Regions from separate parts of the Triticum aestivum genome. Here region 1 is linked to region 2. The links are chromatin contacts, called in public HiCAR-type maps. All regions are on one chromosome and are shown on one strand. The core of a region is the stretch at or near the end of the contact, and the rest is flanking DNA. Distances in the headings are between cores, read along the strand shown. Region 1 holds the start of LOC123073528. Region 2 holds the start of LOC123073520 (transcription factor bHLH162).

Evidence for each region. HiCAR-type assays count read pairs that join an accessible place to other places.
Region 1: a contact with region 2 is called in a HiCAR-type map of leaf, with 5 times the contacts expected there. The contact joins the promoter of LOC123073528 here to the promoter of LOC123073520 in region 2. A contact is called at or near these places in 1 of 5 Hi-C or Micro-C datasets (leaf) and 1 of 1 datasets of contacts at active chromatin or transcription factors (leaf).

What each region holds. Positions count from the first base shown.
Region 1 is chr3D:829,620-832,319 of IWGSC CS RefSeq v2.1, reverse strand. LOC123073528 reads right to left here and starts at 1,426. Exons shown (of 3, transcript XM_044496623.1): 1 at 1,254-1,426; 2 at 1,003-1,170. The coding sequence starts at 1,280.
Region 2 is chr3D:692,081-694,803 of IWGSC CS RefSeq v2.1, reverse strand. It overlaps LOC123073520 (transcription factor bHLH162), which reads right to left and starts at 1,344. Exons shown (of 5, transcript XM_044496617.1): 1 at 980-1,344. The coding sequence starts at 1,153.

The DNA of each region.
Region 1 (2,700 bases), core at 177-2,676, 140 kb before region 2:
CCACTAATCCCTGCACTACCAAACTGACTTGACCGGCCCATGCAAGTAGCTAGCTTATCCATCCGACGCATGCACTGACGCACGACGCGGACAGCTCCACTCCACCGGCCACACCTAACAGACTGACTACTACCACCAGTACACACTCATGCTACTGCCACAAGCGCGTGCGCACACACTACACACACGCGCCACGCTGCTGCGTCCCACACGTCCCGCCCGTCCCGCGCGCCACCGACACGCCCGACGAACCTGACGAGCCCGACGGCACCAGTGTGTCCCGCCTGTTCCGCGCGCACCCGACGCGCCCGACGAGCCCGACAACACACGCGGTGGCTTATTCCAACAAAAATTTATTATCCATACCATCTCGTGTAAAACTATAGTTTTAAATAGTGGGCTACCTCTGCATTATATCATTTAGATGGGTATTATGCTAAACTGTTTAGGATCAATCAGCGTGATATAGCAGCGCGCTAACGATCGTGCCTCTATTTTCCATAACCCACTATTTAAAACTTTGCGTAAAACCAATTGGTGATTTTCTTTAGTCCACAGTGTCTTTGTACTTTGCACTACTGGCTTTCCAACCTTACCTCAGAGATGACATGAGCTTTGAAAGTACTCCCTCCATTTCTAAATATAAGTTTTTTTTTACAGATTAATCTGTATGTAGGCTATATACATCTGTATGTAGTCCGTATTGAAATATGTCTATATATATCTGTATGTAGTCCGTATTGAAATATCTAAAATGACCTATATTTAGAAACGGAGAGAGTAGTACCTAAAATGAAAATGTCCAACAAACACAGTTAATTGCCATCCGGCACATATATTTTCGGAATATATAAACTCATATTTTTCTGGACAGGATGAGATCACGATATAAACATGGAGAATTGCAGAGAAACAACTAGCTTGCTATCACACAGTTCAGTTATATGCAATGAGAAAAAAATAGCAAGTGAAGAGAGAATCGTGTTCTCAATTAGTTCTTACAGCGTGGGGGAAGTGTTCTTTTGGGATGAGGGACGCGAGCTTCTCGCAGAGCGCCTTCATGCGCTGCCTCCTCTCCCTCTCCGACCTCTTCTTCTCCACCAGTACCGCCGTGCCGCGGCTTGCCCTGGTCCTCTCTCCGCCACTCGCCGGCTTGGCCTTCCTCTCCATCTAGCTTAGCAGGGAGTGATCGATCAGCAACCACGGTCTTAATACTCTAGATGGAAATTTGAACGTAATGGCGAAGAAAATACCGAGGTGAAGGCAGCTGCTAGCTTCATAGCGGCAGCTAGGTAGGATGTGATGGAGGAGGAAGAACGAGTGCGTGGTAAGGGCTGGTCGGCCGGGAGGGGATCTGAGGATATATGCTAGGCCTATGGGGGTATGGGAAATATGCCAGGTATATATTGTGCTAAAAAAATGTGTGTACATATATACGAGGTATATGTGTGGCTACAGTAGTGGATTTCAGTACGTACACATGCTACGGTAGTGGAACAAGGTCCGGACTAAAAGGTATAGGCTCGCATGGACGGGCGGGGAGGATGGCTCCAGCTCATCCTCCTCCCGCTCGACCTCATCCATATTGGTGAGCATCTCCACCTCCTCCGCGGTCTGCGGCGCCTCCATCTCCTGCCGGCGACGGCGTCTTGCCTCCGCAACCGACTCCGACCGGACGAAATCGAGGATGGCCTGCTGCTCCGTCTGCAGATCCCCATCGCCAGCGTCCCCACATCCTCCTCCTTCGGCTCATCCCCCTCCTCCTCAAAGTCGTCGTCCTCGTCCTCTTCCACGTCATCTTCGTCCTCCACCTCCTCCTCCGGATCCATTGCATCCGGAGGTAGCCCCGCGGCGATCCGGGCTTCGCGCCTAGCCCGAATCTTCTCGAGGAGTTCGAGCCGGCCCTCTGGCATCAGAAATGGCTTGCTCCTTACCCGGCGGCGTGAAGGCATGGCTACTAGGCGGACGGGTGGACTGGAAAGTTGCGGCGGCGGCAGACAGGAGGAGGAAAATGTGGATGAATGGTAGGGTTTCGATGCCGCCGGTCGACTTAAATAGGCGGGTAAGGCACTACGCAGCCAGCCGGAGCTGCGCCACATGGCGCCACCGGTCCGACGAAGGTGGCGAGCTTCGAACCGCGGGTTTGAGGGCGTTTCCGGCTGGGACCCTTCGTCAGTTCGACATGGCGGGCGTGCCCGGGCGCCCTCATATCCGCTCCATATTTGGGCTGGATATGAGGGGCACCGGTCAGCCCGGGTCTTTGAGGCCCGTTTGAGGCGTCCGTCTAGGTCAAAAAATGTGACCCATCAATGACCGGACGGGGATGTATGAGACGAGTTTGAGGCGTCCGGCTGTAAATGTTGTTAATGTAGGAAAGAATATCTCTAACGCAGTGATAGGTGAGATCCTCCTTGGAGCAAGGCTAAAAATGCCGATGTTGTAAAAAGTCGATCCTACGGAGCATCGTTTTTTTCTTTGCGTGGTACGCCACCATCGTCATTTCGTAAGACGTCACTAGCTCTGTACTCTACCCCGTTGAAGTTAGACCATCGTCTTTGTGGTTGGATTCATTCCTTAGTATTGTCTCTATTTTTTAACCGACGATGTAGGCATTATTTGAAGTTAATATAGCTAGCATGAAAGATTTCCTGTCAAAAAAAAATCCGCCAAATAGGAACCACCGTATTTACTCCCTGAGCC
Region 2 (2,723 bases), core at 95-2,594:
AAATATAAAATATATCAAGGATGTTAATTTGTTTTGCAAAGATAAGTCTCTTATTGTGATAATGGAAGAGCTATATTTCCTGGATCTATGCATCCTGAATATGCACATGACCACACATAATAATCTTCTGAGTTTGAAAATATTACCAAATCATCTCTTGTAAAACTAACAGTGGATTATCTTCATACTTTTTCTTTAGGTTTACTTTCCCTCTGTCCCATATTAGTTGTCGCTGAAATGGATGTATCTCGGCGTATTTCAATGCTAGATACAGCTGTTTCACCGACAATTAATATGGGACGGGGCGAGTATTATTAATAGGTAAGAAATATTTGTGTGAAGAGCCGCATAAGACCCCGTACGTCCAATGGAGGCACAGAATTAATAAAGCATTATATGTATTCTCTTATATATTTGTGGATATCCGAATTCCGTGCTCAGTTTTTGAGAGATGAACAAAATGATTCTCGCAAGCTTGGAACAAAAGAAATTACGCATTTCAAACATCACACTATCTTGGATATTTCCTGGGAACTTTGGGCTGTATATTCAGAGTATGCCAGAAATATATATCGAGGTGAATTAGAAATTTCTATGTTTCAGTATTACTACTATTTTGTACACCTGGGCGTGAGGTCCATAGCATGATTGTACCAGTCGGCTAGCTTTGGTTGTCCATCTCAACGGGAAAAAGAATTAATGTTTACAAAATAGAACTCAATTGATTACGATATATTTCATGTGATGAGAAGGACTATACGTAATTACTATAGGATCTACTGGATACTGAATTGGCTAGAGTGAAATAAATGTCCATATATACACACAACAAACCCTCATGACTGAAAGATTTCAGAATAACTAAACGTGTTCATCTTGTTCCTTTTTCTGGGCCAGAGAAGAAGCTAACAAAGTGTCCCATTATTCAGCTAAAAGGGTAACAATTGTCCAGCATATGGAGTACTGTTTGTGGTCTTACAGGGTTGGAGAAGTATTCTTTTGGGATGAGGGAGGTGAGCTTGGCGCAGAGCGCCTTCATGTGCTGCCTCCTCTCCCTCTCTGCCTCTTTCCTCTCCACTACCCTCGCCGCCGTCGTGCCGCCGCTCGTCCTGCTCCTCTTCCCACCCCCAGCCGCCTTCGCCTGCATCTCCATCTCGACCGATGGTCGAAATGCAACCAGAATGATGGAGGGGGAGATGGGTGAGGAGGAGGAGTGAGGGTTTATGAATACAAGAAGGCAGCTGCTAGCTAGCTGTAGTGAGTGTTTTGTTTTTCATGGAGCAGCCAGATGGAGGTAGGAGATGAAGAATTCCAAAGGATGATAGGTAGTAGGAGGACTGGAGTGGTGTGGCTTAAATGGGAGGCGGACGGGACAGATGGGTGCTGTGTGTGCGCGCCCGCGGATAAGGGAAGGGCAGGCCAGGATGTGGAAAATATGCCTAAGTAGCTAGATATATGTGTGGACACCGCAAACGAACACTCTAGAGTATTAAAATATATGTACATATTGTGAAATATATGTGGTTGCACACTTGCACTGGTGAGTACACATGCTTGCGAGACAGGGAGCACCAAGAAATATCCACGGGTAATATCTTTTTTTTTTAGGAAATATCGACGGGTACTTTGATTCACAACCAAAACTTAATTTACGTACCACCGCACCAAATCTGTGGTGAATTATATTTGGTTGGGCAAGGTTTCCTTTGTGGTAGCTGGGTCCCACTTGTCATAGATTCAAAAAAATGTGGTTCTAAGGGCAACAACAGCAAATTGGCCTTGGCATGGGCCTAATGGCTCGAACCCAAAGCCCGATAGACAGGCCGGAAGCTTGAAATGTCCTCGAATATAGTTTTTAAAAATAAATGTAGTTATATGATGTATTTATGCACATATATACCCCGCAACAATACTTTTTAAATATAAAATAAGTCTTAAAATACATTTTTAAGGGAATGTCTTAAAATACATAATAGTGCATTTTTGTGGCCGGGCTAGGGTTGGGCCCGGATCGTCAGGATAGGGCTTATCAGAGCCCAGCCCGACAAATTCCTAGGTCTGGCAGCAAAGGCCCCTTCATATATAGGTCCTCGGAACGTTTTTTGGTGGTTGGAGCAACAAAAACAAACAGCTCTAGTTGGTGGCGTCCATCTGGCCATCCCGGGTGACGTTGCAATGCCGGTGCCTACCGCAGTTCCTCTACGCCCCTCCTCGACCCCGCCTCCCGCATCATCGCCACTCGACGCCTCCCCATCCCGAGCCCGCATCACCGCCTCCCCATCCTCGACGCAGCGTGTCACCGACTTGGGCAACAATGAGACAAGGGGGACGGCACAAGTGGCGGAGCAAGAGAGGAAGGAGAGGAAAACATAATAAAAATAAAATGTGAGACACTGATCTAAGCTGTTGCCGCTGTGCTGTTGTTGTTTACCAGTGGTGAGTAATGATGGGCTGGGCCGTGCTGAATGGACATGCAACTAAGCTCCATCTCCATGTTGGCCGCATTAATTCAGTGAGTGCGAGCAAAGCAAGACTAGCATGTCTGCTCCTCTGGATTGATTATTTGTTGACGGAAGAAAAAGAAACGACCAAGGAGAGCTCAGCTCATCGATCACATGCATGCGTCACCACGGTGACGGGAGCAAGGCTGACGGACGTACGCATGCATGAAGATGAAGCCCAAGATTGATGGATCGGCTGCCTTGGATTGCTTCTGGCGACCA